Regions from separate parts of the Pan troglodytes genome. Here region 2 is linked to region 1. A link is a contact called in public HiChIP or PLAC-seq data. All regions are on one chromosome and are shown on one strand. The core of a region is the stretch at or near the end of the contact, and the rest is flanking DNA. Distances in the headings are between cores, read along the strand shown.

Region 1 (3,617 bases), core at 306-2,805:
TTCATTTCTAAATTTCTAACTAGTTAAGGTACCCAAACTGCAATTTGCAGAACCTCTCTGCTTAAAGTTCTCCCATCCCAGACCCCCGTCTCATGATGCCCGTGCCACTATCTCTAGAGGTAGGCACCGTACTTGCTCTATTCAGGACACAGCGAACCTCTCTGGAACCCGATGAGGAGGAAGTGCACCTAGGGACAGCCGGGCTGGACCCCAGTTCTCCCACCGCGTCTTCTGCGAAACGTGATGGAAATCCCAGCTCACACGGATCCCTTTATAACCATCCCTTATCTGAGAGCTCACTTGTAAGTAGACCCTCCCTTCAAAAGGCCTAAGGAACACCACCCAGGGGTAGCCTTCTGTTCTGGGATACAGATTTTTTTCGTTTCTCTAATTGGCCCGCCTCTGCGAATGTGGATGTAAAGGTCAAGCTCCTTTCTCATTGAGTCTTCCTTCCGAAGATCTCCTGCTCCTTCCCTTTGTCCTCTGGGTTGGGTGGTTATTCCTCCATCCGCTCCCACCCGCAGCCTGGACAGGAAGACTCCTGGCAGATCTTCCAACCGCACACCGACCCCTGCGCCGGCCCTCGCGACCCGCGCCCGCCCTCCCCGGCTGGGAAGCACCTGCCAGCGGCCCTCACCTGGGTCGTCCTCGTCGCGGGGCACCTTCTTGAAGCAGTCGTTGAGCGACAGGTTGTGGCGGATGGAGTTCTGCCAGCCGGCCTTGCTGCGCTGGTAGAAGGGGAAGCTATCGGCGACGAACTGGTAGATGTGGCTGAGAGTGAGTTTGCGCTCGGGCGCGCTCTGAATGGCCATGGCGATGAGCGCCGAATACGAGTAGGGCGGCCGCACCATCTTCATCAGGTCCTCGCGGCTGGCCATGGACAGCCAGCCCAGCTCCCCGGGCCCCGCGGGCGCGGCGGGCGAGGCGGGCGCGGCGGGCGCGGGCTGCGCGAAGGGCCGCTGAGAGCAGCCGAAGGTGCCGGCGGCGGGCGGTGGCTGCAGGAAGGGCCCGGCCGCGGCCCCGGGGGGCGGCGGTGGCGGCGGAGCGCCCAGGTACGCGGCGGCGGCTGCGGCGGCGGCGGAGGGCGGGCCTCCCACGCCGGGCCCGTTGAGCCACAGGTAGGGGTTGGCGGCGGCGGCCGGCGGCGCGGCGTAGTCGGCCAGCCCGTAAGGCGCCCTGGCTGCCGGGGGGGCGCCCGGGGCGGCGGCGGTGGCGGCGGGCGGGGGCAGGCCGGGCGGCGAATACACTCCGAAGTTGTCGCCGCAGTAGAGGGCCATGTCGGCGGCCGTGGGCGGCTGCGGCGCGGCCGCGGCGAGGGGCGAGCGGGGCTGGTCTCGCCGCTCGGGCGAGAGCATCCCTTTGGGGGCCAACCCTGCGGCTCCGCCTTCACCCGCGCTGGGCGCCCGGTGCTCCGGGCCGGGGTCGGGCGGGTACTCGCGGAGCGCCTGCTAGCTGGCCTCTTATAACCGAGCCCGGCGCGGCTCCTCCTGGGCCGGCCCGGAGCGGGGCGGTGGCCGCGGGCCTGGGCTCTCCACGCCCCCGCCACGCCCCACCTGCCCGCGCGCCCAAACCCGGAGCCCGCCCGCCCCGCCCCTACCGCCCCTCGGCCCGGGCCCGGTTGCGTCTAGGAGGCCGGCGCCTCCAGGTTTCGGGCAAAAAGCAGCACCCCATTCCTAGCCCACGTTTCTTAACATCATAATAAGTAAAGCCACGAATATTAAAGAGAAGATAACCCGAACAGTACGAATGATTTCTAAAAAGTTAACTTGGGGTGGCCGCTCGGGCCACCTGCCTAGTCGTCCTTTTGGCTTTTCTACCTCTTTCCTCCTAACCTTTTGTGATCGAGTCGCGGAATTCACGTCCAGTCTCAACCGATCGGCTTCCAGTCGAAAATAATCGATGTGATTTACAACGCTTTGGGGTATACGGTAGAGGTTATTAACAGGCCCCCTTGGCGTGTCCCCTTCTCCTCGGGGATTCTGTGATTGGAGGAACGGAAATCAGTGTTGAGTTTTTCTAACCAAACTGTAGGTTCGCTCACATTCGGGAAGCATTTATTCGTTTTCTGTGCGGTTTGTACGGGCTTTCGTTGTGATTTGTTATCTTCAAAAACATAAAGGTGAATGTTTTCAAAGACATTTAAATAAGTAGCTTCGGAATTAGCATTTTAAACCCGAAAGTTTCAAAGTTTTAAGTAATTTAAACTGTGCAAGAAGCGCTCATTTACAAAAACAGCCTCATCTAACGGGCAAGTCTATGACTTGCCCTCTACTTTTGCTAAGTTTTTTAATGCGTCTCCCTGCCTGGGAAACAAATAAAACCTGTAAAATACTGTGGCGACCTCACGTTCCACGTAATCACCCTCGATTGGCTGGAAACAACAATATGAAAATTGTTTATTTTACTATTAAAAGTATTCCTAAATGTGTTCTTAATACGTGACAGGTCTGAGGTTTTCATTTAACCGAGAGGGAGAGGGAAAACGTTTTTTTCTGTTTGCCAATTGCCGACTGGCAGTTCAGAATATTTAATCATTCGGAAACTTCCCTTCTCCTCCAGGGCATTTATTTTCATGATGAAATTAGTTATGTATTTTGGAGGATTTTTTTTTCTTCTGGTGTGTCACTTCTTGAAAATGAAATCTAAAAATATTTAATCAGCAAATTTGGATACCTAAAATGCAAATCACACTTCACATGTCACTATTTAGTCGTCTTTTCTGGGACCAGAAATAAATTATTGTCAACCCTTTAAAGCACTGTTTCTATTCAATCTCCTGGCAAATGCTGTAGAAAAGAATAGTGTTTGTCTTAATTGTCTTATTTTGGTTCAAGGATCTAAAATGTTTTCATAATTTAGATAAGCCCAGTGTTGTTTGTTTTTTTCTTCCTAAATGGCCTGAAATGAAATGAATTTTTTTTTTTAAATAAGGATGACAACTATGAAAGGAAATTGGAAATGGGAAAACTTTTTTTTTTTTTATTGAGACGAAGTCTTGCTCTGTTGTCCAGGGTGCAATGGCGCGATCTCGGGCTCACCGCAACTTCCACCTACGGAGTTCAAGCGATTCTCCTGCCTCAGCCTCCTGAGTAGCTGGGATTACAGGCGCCCGCCACCACACCCAGCTAATTTTTGTATTTTTAGTAGAGATGGGGTTTCACCATGTTGGCCAGGCTGATCTGGAACTCCTGACCTCCGATGATCCACCCGCCTCGGTTTCCCAAAGTGCTGGGATTACAGGCGTGAGCCACGGCACCCAGCTTGGAAAACATTTTTAAATAAGTTATAATACAAAAATTTAATATTTGTTCTTAAATGTAAAGGTCTAAACTAAAAAGAAATTCCAAAAGAAAAGCTGGGAACCTAGATGGCAATAAATTATGAAAAATTTGAAACCGTCTCCCTTTAGTAATTTATGTCCTTAAAAATATAATAATTTATCTTATCTTTTAGCAGATTGCTTGCCCATACATACTTTGTAGTTTTTCTTTAGAGTCAAATTCTTAGCCCAATAGCTCCAAATTATTCTGAATGAGAGACCATGATGTCAGATTATTCTTTCTTGTTTTGATTAAAGGTTCTCCCTGCGTGGGGTATTTTGTTCCTTAACTGTATGT
Region 2 (3,167 bases), core at 359-2,858, 400 kb before region 1:
CCTCTTTTGAGTTCCTGTTGGAGAAGCCAGGCTGTCAAAAATATTTTTACTGTTTGTTCTAGCCAACACCTAATAACAGCTCCCTGACTTCCCTTTTAAAAGGCATTTACTAAAAAGGGCTCACAACTACGAATCCTCCTCTGTTCCTTTGAGATGTGTTTGTACCTCTTACAACTCAGGAGTGTCTTTCTCAAGGACCTGAAAGCCATCGCTCTGAAATGTAACCAGGAAGGACTGGGCCTGACTCCCAGTCTCTGTGGGAGGATAGTATTTTATCTTAGATAATTCCCAGATAGGAGACACAGCTGGCCTACTTGCGTTTTTACAGTGACCAGCACTTTGTAATTTTTCACCTCCCTGACTCTACTTGAGCCCTCTCTTCCCACTCCCTACTCCCTTCATCTCCCTTTAAAACTCGCAGTCATCTCGGTGAAAATAGGAATGGAGCTCAGCCTTTCCCCTCTGTCAGCAGTTGCGGAATAAAATCCTTTTTCAACGCTTTAATGTCCAGCTTCGTGTATCTCTGACATTGGTAGGTACATATTAAAACTCAGCTGGGCGCGGTAGCTCGCGCCTGTAGTCCCAGCTACTCCGGAGGCTGAGGCAGAAGGATCGCTTAAGCCCAGGAGCTGGAGGCTGCAGCGAGCTATGATCGCGCCACTGCACTCCAGCCTGGGCACAGCGAGACCTCCGTCTCTAAATCAGAGGATTAAAAGCACACACACATAAAACCCCAGATCACTATCAAGACGGGCCTATAAATCTTAGAAGCTTGTCTTACAGGGCCATATCCTCAAAAGCCTAGGATAACTCCAAAGTGATCCCCCCCTAAACCTCATCCCCTCTTCTCTTCCCCCAAGGGCCCCGCTACTTCCTGCTTTCCCCGATTCCTAAATCCACCTCTCCCTAAGCGTCCTACGTCAAAGTCTCTACTTTCCAGGATGCTGAACTTCACCAAACGGAAGCTTACTCTCTTCCACGTTTGGGCTTTTCTCTATTTATCCCTGTCCCCTCAATTTTCGAGTTTCCTCACCCCACTTCCCTTTCCCTGACGCTCCGGGTCTAGATTTCCTCCGGGTCTAGATTTCCTCTTGGTCGCCCCTAGTTTCCCACTCCGACCTCGGCTTCCTCCGCAAGCCGAGCGCCCCTTCCCTCCGCACTCCACTCGGAAGCCCTGGCGTCTCTTTCCGGGGGCGGCGGCCGGTGAGGGGTGCGCGGGACTCGGGCCGCGCCCTGGTCGGCCATTTCGCACACTCGGGGCGCGCCCGGCGGGCTGGGCGCGCGAGGCCTGTCCTGGAGCGCAGGAGTTGAGGGGCTGAAGACCGGGCCGCCCCCGCCGCCGGGGCGGGAACTCACCTTCTCTGAGGCAGGGGCGGGCGTCTACAACTACTGTCCCCCGCCCCGCCAACGCCGCCGGCCAGGGGTAAGCCGCGGTGGAGGTGGCGGAGAGGCAGGAACAACCGCTGCCGCCACCGCCGCCTCCGCCGCCGAGCAGGCGGGATGGGAGGAGGAGGCGGAGACCCGGCTTCCTGAGGGGAAGTCGCCGCCACTACCGGCTTATGACTGGACAGCACAGACGCCATGGCGGCGAGGCGCGCTACTGCGCTTGCGCGGCCAGCCCAGCGCCCAGGAAGCCTCTTGAGCCCCGCCTTGCTGCTTGCTTCGCCCGCTTGGCCTGGCAGTTCCCGGCGCGGCTCTAATGTTTTGCTGGCGCGACTGGTTTTGATCCTGTCCGTCTGCCCTCCTTTTTGGGGCAAGGAAAAGTTCGTGGGGGTCGCTCGCTCGCCTTGGGAGAATGAATATAAAGCCAACTGAGTAAAAAAAAAAAAACAAAAAAAAAACTGGAAATTTACAGTTCCACCCTCAAAGTATCTCAAAAATACATGATCTGTTGCCTTATCAACAGAACCTACAATATAGGTTCGTGTAACAAATGCGCAGTAAGCCAAACACCGACACATTCAGTGCTTAGGAGCGGGGGAAGGTTTATTCCGTTTGGCCAAAGCGAGAGAGCGGGAGAAGTCTCTCAAATACTGACATGCCTTAGAACGTAACTGGGGGGCTTTTATGAGTAAGGTAAGAATACAGAGGGTGGGATCCCCCATGATCAAAGCTGTTTCCTCCCTGGGACTCTAGGTCTCATCTGCCCCATTAGATGATGCCCCATCTGGACCATCAAGGAGGTCTGCGTGACCTAAGGGTCATGGTTGTTTTGTTTGTGATAGGGTCTCGCGTTGTCGCCCAGGCTGGAGTGCAGTGGTGGGATCACCACTCACTGCAGCCTCGACCTCCCAGGCTCAAGCGATCCTCTCACCTCAGCCTCCCAAGTAGCTGGGACCGCAGGCATGCACACATGCCCGGGTGATTTTTGTTCATTTTTTATAGAGATTGGGCAGGCGGTGGGGATGTCTCACTATGTTGCCCAGGCTGGTCTTGAACTTCTGGGCTCAAGTGATCCACTAACCTCGGCCTCCCAAAGTGCTGGGATTACAGGCGTGAGCCACCGTGCCAGGTCCATTGTTCTTTAAAAGAAAAACAAGTTCATCAATCTTGCCAGCACTCTGGGGTTAGGCTATGAAGTTAATCAATCACTAGTGACTACCCTCTACTGAAATGACTACGTGCAAGCAAGCATGCATGGAGGAAGAAAAAGACAAAGAAAAGGAATATAAGTAAAACAAAACATTTTATGATCTTTACAATAAAGCCTCAGTAATAATCTTTCCTTTATTATACCCTAAATACACAGAGTAGATTCAGCACAATCCTTTGTCATCATACGTCGTCATCATTGGTCCATAAATGACCTTTTTCTCTCTCTCCCTGTTGCTCTTTCAGCATGTACATCTATAATATACATTATACACACAAATATGTATGTATGTATATATCTCATCATCTCATCCCCTGTTTCCCAAAGAAATCACTAACCTGGTTTGTATTCATCATTTCCTTTCTCTATTTATTATCACACATAGGCATGGCTAAAACACATTTAGATTGTTTTTAAACGTTATAAGATTTACACCTTTATGCAGTACGCTGGGACTTGTTTGTTTCACTTAATATTTTGAATTTCGTCTAAGCTGTTGAAGACAGGTGTAATTTGTTCATTTCACTGCTGGACACGACTCCACTGATTTTCCTGTTGATGGACACGTCTCGTG

What was found. HiChIP or PLAC-seq counts read pairs in DNA pulled down with a chosen protein or histone mark.
Region 2: a contact with region 1 is called in an H3K4me3 HiChIP or PLAC-seq map of stem cell-derived excitatory neurons, with 5 times the contacts expected there. The contact joins the promoter of KRCC1 here to the promoter of FOXI3 in region 1. A contact is called at or near these places in 1 of 7 Hi-C or Micro-C datasets (stem cell-derived neural progenitor cells) and 1 of 1 datasets of contacts at active chromatin or transcription factors (stem cell-derived excitatory neurons).

What each region holds. Positions count from the first base shown.
Region 1 is chr12:35,218,747-35,222,363 of NHGRI_mPanTro3-v2.0_pri, reverse strand. FOXI3 (forkhead box I3) reads right to left here and starts at 1,555. Exons shown (of 2, transcript XM_525808.8): 1 at 638-1,555. The coding sequence starts at 1,355.
Region 2 is chr12:35,615,927-35,619,093 of NHGRI_mPanTro3-v2.0_pri, reverse strand. It overlaps KRCC1 (lysine rich coiled-coil 1), which reads right to left and starts at 1,608. Exons shown (of 4, transcript XM_001139925.7): 1 at 1,357-1,608. SMYD1 (SET and MYND domain containing 1) reads left to right here and starts at 1,257. Exons shown (of 12, transcript XM_063788985.1): 1 at 1,257-1,423.